3 separate regions of the Mus musculus genome follow, and all the other regions are linked to region 1. Evidence: chromatin contacts called from public HiChIP or PLAC-seq and promoter capture Hi-C data. All regions are on one chromosome and are shown on one strand. Each heading gives the region's core, a stretch centred on a gene start, on an enhancer-like site or on the middle of the called end of the contact. The rest is flanking DNA. Distances are from core to core; before and after follow the strand shown.

Region 1 (3,619 bases), core at 1,010-3,509:
GAGCCTTATGGGGAAAGTTAATTTCTCAAAAAAAAAAAAAAAAGACATACAAAAAGCCAATACATTATTTCAACATGCTCATTGGGGCTTGATGGTGCAGGCCTGTAACTAACTCCAGCTACTTGGAATATTGACAAGGATGAATACATGTTTAACCTTCTTGGGCTACAAAGTAATTTCAAGGCCAGTCCAGGAACCTCAATGAGAATCTATCACAAAATAAAGGATAAAAACTGAGCTGGAGAGAGAGACATAGTTTGGTGATGGAGGGACAAGACCCAATCCTAGACACGTGTACTCAAAACGCTCAGTATGGCAGAAACGAAAATCATAATGTGGCAACACCTCACTCTAGTTAAAAATGACAAAATGAGAAAGAAAACAATTGCCGGTGTGGATGTAGAGAAAAGGAAGCCTTTACGAACTGTTGTTGCGGGTGCAAATTAGTACATCCATTATGAAAAAAAAATGTATGGAGCTTCCTCAAAACATTTAAACATAGAATTACCTAGAACCAGACACAGAATTATCTAGAAATCCCCATTCAGTATACATATCCAAAGGAAATGGCATCACTATAGAAGAAGAGACATCTTCACTCATGTTAGTCACAATGGCTACAACTTACATTTTTACATTTAACTTAAATGTCTAATAACAGGGAAACTGGGAAGTGGTTGAGTAAGGCAGTCATCCGTAGAAGGTGGCCAGCAGCTTAAGTTGCTGGAAGGACTAAAGGCTGGTACTTTACCCATCAATAAGGCATCTATAGCTGGACGTTTTTGAAAAACGTTTTCGTTACAAACAGAAGATAAATGTAATGCTGGGCGTGGGGGCCCTCCCTGATGTCTGAGCATATGCTGAGGAAGGAAGATACAGAGCCAGAGGCCTGCCTGAGCTAGGTAATGAGTGTCTCAAAAACAAATCACTCAGTTGGGAAAGCGCTTGCTGTGCAAGGAAAAGGACCTAAGTTCAATCCCCAGACCTCGTGTTCTTAAAAAAAAAAAAAAAAAGGAAAAAGCCAGGGTTAGTGTCCTTTTGTAATCCTTACCACCACCACCACCACCGAGAGAGACGGAAATAAGCAGATTGCTGGCTGGCTAATCACCCCATGCTTACTTAGTGATTTCTAGGCTGTTGAAAGACCCTGTCTCAACAAACAAGATGATGACCTTTGGCTTCCATGTACAAATGGACACGTGAAAACCTCGCCACCCATAAGAACACATATACACCTGCGTGCGCGCGCGCACACACACACAGAAAAAGGAGTCTGGAGAAGTGGCCCAGTTGGTAAAACATTTGCCATACAAGTCTGAGAACCCCAGTTCAGATCCCCAGCACCCACATAAAAATGACTGCAACCCCAGTGCTCACAGGGTTGGGAGTAGTGATAATGGTGGTAGGGGTGCTTGCGTAGTGTGCCCTTCCAGGACCTGGGTTTGCTGTCAACACTACATGATGACTCCACAGCACAGGTAAATGTAGACTCACAGCAGGCATGCCCTTTAAAAGTGGAATATAGGGGCAGGGAAATGGCTCAGGGATGAAGGTGCTTGTCACAAGACCTGAGAACCCCAAACTTACAGAAGGTGGAAGGTGAGAACTTAACTCCCTCAAATTGTGTGCTGATCGCCACACGTGCACACAGACACACAATCACACAAAATAAGCAAGCGCAATAATTTTAAAGACTGTTGAAAAAGCATGGCTGTGTGAGTTTGGAACCGCAGTCCCAGAGACACCAGGCCTTCAAATGTCAGTGGTGTGCAAACGATGCGCCCCCAAGAGCACAAACACACAAAGCTGCATATTACTTTATGCGCATCCTATAACATAACCAACCCCCTATTTGCAGCGAGTAAATTCAGTTTCTCCTACTATAAAGTCTCCCTGCCGGTTTGAAGGATCGGTAGGCCGTTTGCCAATTGCATTCTAGAAAGTTCCTGGTGCTTCCATAAGCTTTCGAAGTAGCTAGTGGGAATAATTCCCCTTAGCTCCAGCCTATCTTCCCAGATAGCAAAACTGCAGTCCTTCGAAATTCAAAGACTTGTCTTATCCTGCCTGTTAGTCATGAAGCCTAAGTGGGACTCCAGAAATCCCATGCACGCTCTCCCTCCTCTTGCCACATTCCCGCCCCTCCCCACGCACCGCCATCCCCCCTCCCCTCGCGCTTTCCCGCTCGGCCGCCTGGCCTATGGCAAACGCCAAGAATTAATTAGGGGCGGGGATGGAGGAGCGTCTGTCAGGAGATCGCCATATTTCTGTACGGCCCAGGGGCAGCCCTGGCAGTCGGTGGGTCAGGAGAGGTGCTGACAAGGCGGGGCGGGCAGACGCTGGGTTCCTCCGGCTTCACCCCTCCCGCTGGGGACAGGTGGCTGCAGCGCGCCCCGCCTCTGCCAGCTGCGAGTGGGAACGAGAGAGGGCCAGTCCGGGACGGCCACCGCCAGCTGCGAGTCGGGGGACAGCGCGATCTAGTGCGGGGACAGCCGGCCCAGGGGTCCGGCAGCAGCAAACCGGTATCCTGGCGGCCAAAAAAATGCTCCTGTACCGAGGGGCCCCTGCGGGCCCCGGAACGCCGGGAGGCGGACTGGCCCGGGCGGGCAGCGTCCCGCAGGCCTTCAGGATCCGCCTGAGCACGGTAGGTCCGGGGGCCCCCGAGGGGACGGACTCGCGCGAGCGCGCCCGGGTCCCAGGGCTGCGGGGGGCGCGCGGGGAGGGCTGGGCGAGCTGAGGCCTCACGCGGGACGGAACCTTCTCTCGCCCCCAGATGAGCCCCCGCTACCTCCAGAGCAACTCCAGCAGCCACACGCGACCCTTCAGTGCCATCGCGGAGCTGCTAGGTGAGTGACGAGGGCGGGCCGGGTGGCGGGTCGCAAGCCCGAGGCAGAGGTGCCAGCGTGGTGCGGTGGACGCAAGAGGAATGCACGAGGCGCGTGGGGCGGGTCCTCTCGGGACGGGCTGGGGGAGCTCGGCCACCGTGATCTCTTAGGGAGGGGGACAGGGAGGGTAGGGTGGGGTGGGATGGGGTAGGGTGAGGTGGGGTGGGGTGGGGTAGGGGGGCGACGGGACTAGATCGTGCCTGGAAAGCCGAGGAAGCGAGGTGTGTACTAAGAGTTTGGTAGGGTTCCCGCGCTGTTGTTCTGTCTGGATCGTGATGTTCCAGTCACTTTAGGATTCTTAGTTAATAATCAAAGAGCAATGCATAAAAATATCGGGCCCCGAAGCGACTGGATTTGACCAAGGCTGGCGACCGACAGAGGGCCCCAGGCTGGCAAAGGAACAGTGCAGAGGGCCCTGTAGAGTAGTTGGAAAGATCTGGAAATGACTTCTTTAACTTTAGAGACTTAAGTCTAGGAATGATGGGCCATCTCTTAGATGATGACACGAGTGCATTTGGCTCCCGGAGACTGCAGAGGGCTGGGTCCGTAGTCCACGAGCGCCCTCACACCGCTGGAATGAATACGGAGGCCTTAAGGACTTAACCTCTGGGTGCACCGGTGCTCGCTCAAAAAAAAAAAAAAAAGGAAAAAAATTCACTTGATTCCTTAGAGCTGAGTGCATCGCTTCTGCACTAATGTACTGTTCAAAAGGCAAAGATGAAAAGCAGTTCTGCGCA
Region 2 (3,565 bases), core at 53-2,552, 530 kb before region 1:
AACTCAGAAATCCGCTTGCCTCTGCCTCCCGAGTGTTCGGATTAAAGACATGTGCCACCATGCCCGGCTGCTCTTCACTTCTTGCTCCGGCTCTGTCCCCTCACCCCTTCCCCATTCCCTTCCTCCTCTCTCCACATGCTCATGGCTGGCCTCTACTCCTCTACTTTTCTACTCTCTCTCTGCCTTTCTCTGCCTCTACTACCTTGCCCCAAATAAACTCTATTCTATATTATATATAAAAAAAGATGAGGCAGGCGGATTTCTGAGTTCGAGGCCAGCCTGGTCTACAAAGTGAGTTCCAGGACAGTCAGGGCTATACAGAGAAACTCTGTCTCGAAAAAAAAAAAAAAGAAAGAAAAAAGATACTTAGAGTCCCATTGACATTGCTACATGCAATCTTAGGGTCCCACCCCATGTTTTCATACTGAGCACCTCTGAGCCTCAAGTCTGTTCTTCAGCTGGGATTCCAGGTCTCTGGAAGCAACTGAGCTTGTCTGGGGCAACTGAGCCAGAAACTTTTGACAGAGGCCTCTTCCTTTGTCCTCTCATCTGAGGGCCACCAGTCACCAAATCATGTTTATTTTACCTCCTGATTTTCTCTTGAGTGATCTACCCACATCATTTGTCCTTATACCATTGCTTTGACATTCCTTCCTATGTCAGGGCTTTGGGTACTCTGTTTCTTTCCCTCGGTTACCTCCACCTAGTGCTAGTGGGAGCATCCTAAAACATAGTAAATTTAGTCACATCAGCTTCCTGCTTTCAACTCCTCTATGAGTCACTGCTGCCTATGAGGATTACATGGAACCCCTTTCTATGGCACAGAAAGCCCTTCAAGAACTGGCTCCTATGAGCCTCCCTAATCTCCCTTCTGTCTCTACCTCCACCATCTCCATGCCTCTAATATTCTGTAGCTTCGCATAGGCTAAATGATCGTTCTTTTCCCTGCTACTGTGACTCTCATTTCGGGGCTTTTGTAGAGATGAATCTCCCAGCTCAGGGAAGTCTTCCTTTTAGTTCTGCTTCTAGCAATTCATCCAGACAAGCTCCTATCTGTCCATCTTTCAAGTCTCAGCTCTGGCACTAAATATACCAGTTTTTCCCTCTCCTAGCCTGGACTTGGCACCTGTCTCTTCTGAACACGTCCAGAGTGCCAGTGCCTGCTGCTTTGTGTTGCGGATGATAGTTTTATTTCCCTACTTGACTATGCCTGACTCAAGGGCTGAAGCCAGGCTTTCTTCAGTAGAGCACTGGGGATGCATAGAAAAAAAATCTTTGCTATGGAGATGGTGCTGAGCACTGGTGCTCTCAGCCAAGGGGGGTGGAAACCAATCTGATTAAACATGCACAGTAAGGTGGGAATGGCTTAGCTCTCTGGGGAAATTTGCATCTTAAAAGGGAAGCTAGTTGGTAATTCAAGAAATCTGGAATGGGTGGCAGATATGGGGGTGATTGTGTCTCCTGTCTACATCTGCATGCTGATTCTAGTATTTGTCACCATCCTCCAGCGTCTTGGGCAGGAAGCACAAGCAGATGGAGTGTTAGCAGCCTAAGAAGGCTCAGCAGGGCTGGGGTAGGTGGGGAAAGAAACCCCTCAAGAGACAAAGACGCTCGTGTCCATGTCACAGGATGCAGAGGATAGTGCAGTAGTTGCCCCAGTTCTGTGCTGGGCTTTTATCTCCTCAGACTTCCTCCTCTAGGACTGGTGGACTAGAAAGTTAGGAAGGGACGGTGCAGTCACTGTCCTGGAAAACATGTGCATCCCTTAGGGGCCAATGCCTTCCACAGGACAGGTGCTCAATTGGTACTAATTGGGGAAAGATTCCCAAGAACGACCTTTCTCATTGCTCCTTTGCTTCAAGGACATAGTGGCTTGCAGTGATGTGTTGCTTAGCCTATTTGGGCTAAGTGTGGATTTGGAACAAACTCCTTTCTATAACTGCCCCATCCCTGGCCAAGCTAGATATGTACCCGAGTGAGAAAGAATAATGGAATATGCACCCAAAGTAAGAAAGAGCAACAGAGTGTACACTTGAGTCAGGAGTAGTGGGGATCCCCAGAGTACCCACTGAGGCTTCCTCTGGGTACCTTGGTGCTGCTAGAAGGATGCATTTGGTGGGCCTTCAGCTGTTGAGAGAGCGACTTCCGAAGGTTCTTCTCTTTGATGCCCTGCAGAAGGGAGGGGGGAAGAAAGGGCTCCAAGCCCCACTCCTTCCTAGAAACAGAAGAAAATCAGGAGATTAGTGAGAGAGACAAAGTGTGATCAAGGGAGGGAGATGGTCAGAAAGAATCTGAGTAATTTTGAGAGGCAGAGATGGAGGAACAGAGACTAGGAAGAAGAGAAAGAAGGATAAAGACAGGCAAACCATGGCTCTGAAGTATGGGACTCGAGTGGGGTAGACCTCAGGAACTCAAATTCCTACCCCCATAGAATGCTTATGACTCTGAAAACCAGAACACAGCTCAACAATTCCATCTTCTTACACCAAACTATTTGTTCCCTCCAGAAGGGCCCTTTCGCAACTCACTCCACATTCTTGAGTGTGATCTTCTGACTAGGCCGAGTGGCTGAGACAGTGATATAGATGTGAAGGGCAGCAAGGCCCAAAAGCATCTCTGGCTTAGGTTCCATTCCAAAGCGTTCTCGGATAACATCATTACGACTCTGTGAGAGAGGGCAGACCAAATCCATCAGTTAAAGGAAACATCCCTTCCCTTACAGCTCCCCTTAGATCTCAGATAAGAATCATGCTACCAGGAAGACATGATAGATAAATGAAAGAGGGGGCTACTGTCCTGGGAAGGAGACAACAGAGGAGCCTTGAGTTACAGGGACACTATTTGCTTGGTTCAGCAAATATTAGACCCTTCTTAGTCACATAACAAGACACAGTGGGCAGAAAAATCCAGGTTACCGTGCAAGTAGGACCTGAATCATTCCCTTTGACTCTTCTGTTATAAGAGACACCTCACCTTTTTGGGGGTTCTGTACTCAATCATGAGCCATACCAGGCTCTTCTACTAGTTCAGATGAGAACAAGGAAAGAAAGGCACTAGGAGAGTCTCTCTGTGGGACTCTGATCCAGAAGCCCAGGGTGAGAGGTTGATTGCAGAGATGGAGCAAACATTCTGTTCCTTGAGGTCCAGAGGACAAAAATATTGATGAGTCAATATTCCTTATACTCGCTTAGAAGGAATACCTGGTAGTCAATAGTCAAGTGTGTGACAATGTTCTAAATCCTAAGGGTTAGTACCCTAGCTAACAATAACTCCACCTTCACAGTTCTCCTTTGGTTGAGGTTGTAACACAGTGAGCCATGGGACTAGGGAACCACAGTGCTATCACCATAGCAAAGGAAAAGATACACACACACACACACACACACACATACAAACATACACACACACACACCACAGATACACACACAAGATACCTTAGCTGAGAGTGGTGGCTCATGGCTGTAAATCCAGTAATTTGAAGGCCGAGGCACAAAAATCAGAAGGCTAGACTGGGCTATACAGTGAGTTCTAGGCTGGCCTGGTCAAGATCAGGACTGTATCCAAA
Region 3 (3,564 bases), core at 1,032-3,531, 790 kb before region 1:
GAGTCTGACTCACATTGTTAGGGTAAAGTGTAATCAATATGATTTATGACTCGACTTAAAATCATCACCATTACTTTCTATGCCTAATTGTATATATGTTTCCATTCAGTTGCATATACATTCATGAAACAAATTGACTTAAGATCTAAATTACAATGATAATTTGAATCTCAAGGGAACTAATAATGGCAAATTAGGGTTCCTGTAAATTAGTGTTCCCATTTATACCCAGTCAATCCAGTAACCCAATAAAGGATAAATGAAGTGCTTTCATTGAAGAGTATAATGCTGAGGTTTATAGAATCCTTTTATCTTCAAAGGACCAAGCCAATACTCACAATACCCAGTACACAATATTATGCCTTTTATGCAAGTGAAGCAACTGTGAAAGAGAGGTCATACAAATGTCTAAAGGCCTTAAAGCCAATGCAACGTCACATCTGGAATGAACTCTCTGATCTTCTTGGCTTCCAGGCTTGTGTTTCAACCACATGAAACGAGTTTTGTAAGGAACAATCACGAGAAATCTAATTCATATTATGAGTCTGTGTTAAGCTAATTGATTGAGCAGGAATATATAAAAATAGCAAAGATTGATTCTCCCTTGGGGCAGTGATGAGCAGAGAGGAGGAGGTTAAAAAAAGGTGGGGATGCTGGGATAGGAATCTAGGGTACAGCAAAAGCTCCCCAAGCAGAAGTGAGCAAGAATGTAAACTCTCCATTTAGCAACTCCATCTTCTATTGGAATAGTGTCAGAGATCTGATTCGATTTCAGAGAGGAAATGGAATGGGATTAAAGTCAACTCTTGTGGTCCAATTCGAGAATCAGATTAATTAATCCCCACACAATAGTTGTGTACTATTACAGTTTCCAATGTCTTGCTTCATAAATACTCCTCCTTAGAGACAGACACACAACTAATGCCATTCAGCAGCCCCACCCTCCAAAATCTTCAAAAAAAATCAAAGTGATTGAAAAGCAAGAAGCCGCATTGCACAGGTTGACAGAGAAAAGCTGAGAGTGCAGGAACTCTGGTGGGAGATGTGGGGGCTTGAATAGAGACAGTACCTAAGGAGTGTGGAAGAGTGGGGAAAGTGAAGAGTCCAACAATCCCTGGATCCTAATTTCCTCCTCTAAATCGAAATGCCTCCTAAATAAATAAATACTATGCTGCACGTGAAGTGCGAAACAACCCAAGCCAGCTCATAACCAGTAATGTTCCAGTAATTTTTATGAGCCCGGAATGGAAAAGGCTCCCCTGTCCCTGCTTCAGTCGCAGTGTGTCCTATGGACACACTCAAGTTTTTCCCTCTCCACCCCCCCCCCCCCCACGGGGCTGCTTTCACAGCTAGGCCAGAAATAAAGAACCACCCAGACAGAGACCTGAAGATCGTTTCCCCAGCAGGGAGGAAAAGGGGAGGGAGAATTAAGTTTCTCCCGGGGTTCCCGCTCGCAGGGTGTCCACAGAATCTCAGGCTGCTGCGCCAGCACCACTGAGCCAACCGCCGACCTCGGGGCGCCGCCCGGGCCGAGGACGCCGTGGATTTCGGGAGCGTGGGAAGGCGGCTGCGCCCTTTCCCAGACTTGCGCCTAGGCGCCACGAGAGCTGAGCCGCTCCACTGCTTTCTCCCTGCTCGGCCTGGCCAAGCGGGAGGCCTCGGGCCGGTCCCCAGCCTGGGATCTAGGAGTGCAAACTCCTTCCCAGGAGGGCAGCGGCAGGAGCTCGGGTCACAACAGTGTGACAGACAACCGGGGCCCTGCCATTGCCGCCAGGACCCCGTCTCCCCCCTCTTGCCGCCCCCCCCCCCAAGCCCAAGTGTCCTCGGCCAGTTCCAGCCCCGGCGGCACCTGAAGAGCAGCAGGAGCCAGCCAGGGCCAAGCCCGGCGCGGGCGGCGACACTAGCCACCCCACCACCACCACCATCCCCCCGGGCCTCGGCGAGGGGACGCGTTTTACCCATATTGTTCCCGGGTGCCAGCCATCTCCTACGCGCGCCGGGGAGCGCCGGGCGCTCGCCGGCCTCCGCAGCAAGCTGGCTCGGGCTCCCGTGCAAGCTCCCGGGCCGCTGTCGCTGCTGCCGCCGCCGCCGCCGCCACCACCACTCTAGGCCGCCGCCCGCCTTCGCCGCTGCGGCCGCCGCCGCCGCCGCGCAACAGCCGGGATCCGCCAGCCCGCGCGCCCCACGGGGGACAGCACGGAGACCGCGACGTTCCCGCGTCTAGGTCTCCCGGGCTAAACTTAAAGAGTTTTCGCCTCTCGGTCCAGAGGCAGCACCATGACACCACCGCAGCACCACACTGTCATTTCCGCCGCAGCAGAGGGAAAAAAAAGGCAATCCCTTCGAAAGGAGGGTGGAGTGGGGGCAAGCAGAGCCGAGGCTGACACCCTACGGGAGCACGGGGAGGGGCCGGGCAGAAGGGGCGCTGGGCCACCTTCCTAGGCTCACCTTCCGCCGCCCCCGCCACTCCCAACTCCCCGTGCCCCTCCTCTGGAGGCGCGCTTACATGTTTTCTCCCCTGGCAGGAGTGACCAGAGAAACCCGAGCAAGCAAAGGCAGTGGGTGGGTGGGGTTCAGATTACTACTGTACCTACCAGCTGATTCCAGCAGCCTTTTCTCCAGCACCCTGTCATCTTGATGGAAGACACAGGGAGAAGGGGCCTGAGCAGGCGCGCACGAGCGTGTGTGTGTGTGTGTGTGTGTGTGTGTGTGTGTGTGTGTGTGTGTTTGCGCGTCCACGACCGGGTGGTGTGTGTGAAGCGCAGAAGGAAGACTGTGGCCAAACTCTTCACCCACCTACCTCCCTTCTACATCCACAAACCCCCAGATGAGAGCAAGGAGAAGGCTGTTGCACTCGCCAATGAAAAGAGTGTGCCTGGATCCTCCTCACAGGTCCTACTGGTGAAGCTGTTGTATGCAAAGTTAACTAGAGAGTAAAACAAAAATAGTGGAGGAGACAGAGAAGGGCAGACAATTGAAGGAAACCCAACCCCTTTTTCTTTTGACAAAGGGAGAATGGCAATGTTCTATTGGACTTGGGCACAAGTTGTTCAGGTGGATTAAAGCCACTAAAAGTGTATGGGGTAAGGTTTCTTTTGCACCTTCAGATCCTTGACCAATACAAAAGGGTCACTGCCAAGAGGACAATGAGGCAGATGCTAGCCATCCAGAATACAATGTCCCTAATAAGATCCATTTGGAAGCCAGGAGCCTCCCATTGGTCTGGATACAGCCTGTCTTTTAACCTATCACTGGCTCAAAGACTACCACCTCCCCCCAACACACACACACACACACACACACACACACACACACACACACTTAAAAGGTAGATGAGAGAAGGAAGCCACCTCAGAGGATATTCTTTCTAGCTCCACTCAAAATGAGGAAGGAATAAAGCAATCCGAAACAGCCCCTCTCACATGGGCCTCCCATTACTGTGCTTGGGAACAAATCCAGAAAAAAAAATGAAGGTAGATGGGTGTGTCTTATCAGGGAACCAATAGCAGTCAGCCAACAGCACTGTTAAACAAACCTGCTAGAGAACACTGGAGTGGAAATGAA

Evidence for each region. Promoter capture Hi-C pulls out the DNA fragments that hold promoters and counts their contacts. HiChIP or PLAC-seq counts read pairs in DNA pulled down with a chosen protein or histone mark.
Region 2: an H3K27ac HiChIP or PLAC-seq map of SST interneurons shows a contact between it and region 1, with 6 times the contacts expected there. The contact joins the enhancer-like site here to the promoter of Morc4 in region 1. A contact is called at or near these places in 1 of 39 promoter capture datasets (hippocampal neurons) and 2 of 115 datasets of contacts at active chromatin or transcription factors (SST interneurons and neural progenitor cells).
Region 3: a contact with region 1 is called in a promoter capture Hi-C map of hippocampal neurons, with 2.4 times the contacts expected there. The contact joins the promoter of Mid2 here to the promoter of Morc4 in region 1. A contact is called at or near these places in 2 of 39 promoter capture datasets (hippocampal neurons and liver).

The regions. Positions count from the first base shown.
Region 1 is chrX:139,870,294-139,873,912 of GRCm38.p6, reverse strand. It overlaps Morc4 (microrchidia 4), which reads left to right and starts at 2,259. Exons shown (of 17, transcript NM_001193309.1): 1 at 2,259-2,641; 2 at 2,771-2,843. The coding sequence starts at 2,540.
Region 2 is chrX:140,397,963-140,401,527 of GRCm38.p6, reverse strand. It overlaps Frmpd3 (FERM and PDZ domain containing 3), which reads right to left. Exons shown (of 15, transcript NM_001320946.1): 9 at 2,529-2,665; 10 at 2,089-2,215. Among named protein-coding and RNA genes, the nearest start is that of Gm32113, 14 kb to the right of the region's middle. Within about 2 kb of position 1,302, at least 10 of the 459 cell types and tissues checked have an H3K27ac peak or open chromatin away from gene starts, as enhancers often do. A contact at or near this core is called in SST interneurons, where this site is marked.
Region 3 is chrX:140,663,673-140,667,236 of GRCm38.p6, reverse strand. It overlaps Mid2 (midline 2), which reads right to left and starts at 2,281. Exons shown (of 10, transcript NM_001358366.1): 1 at 1,959-2,281. The coding sequence starts at 1,962.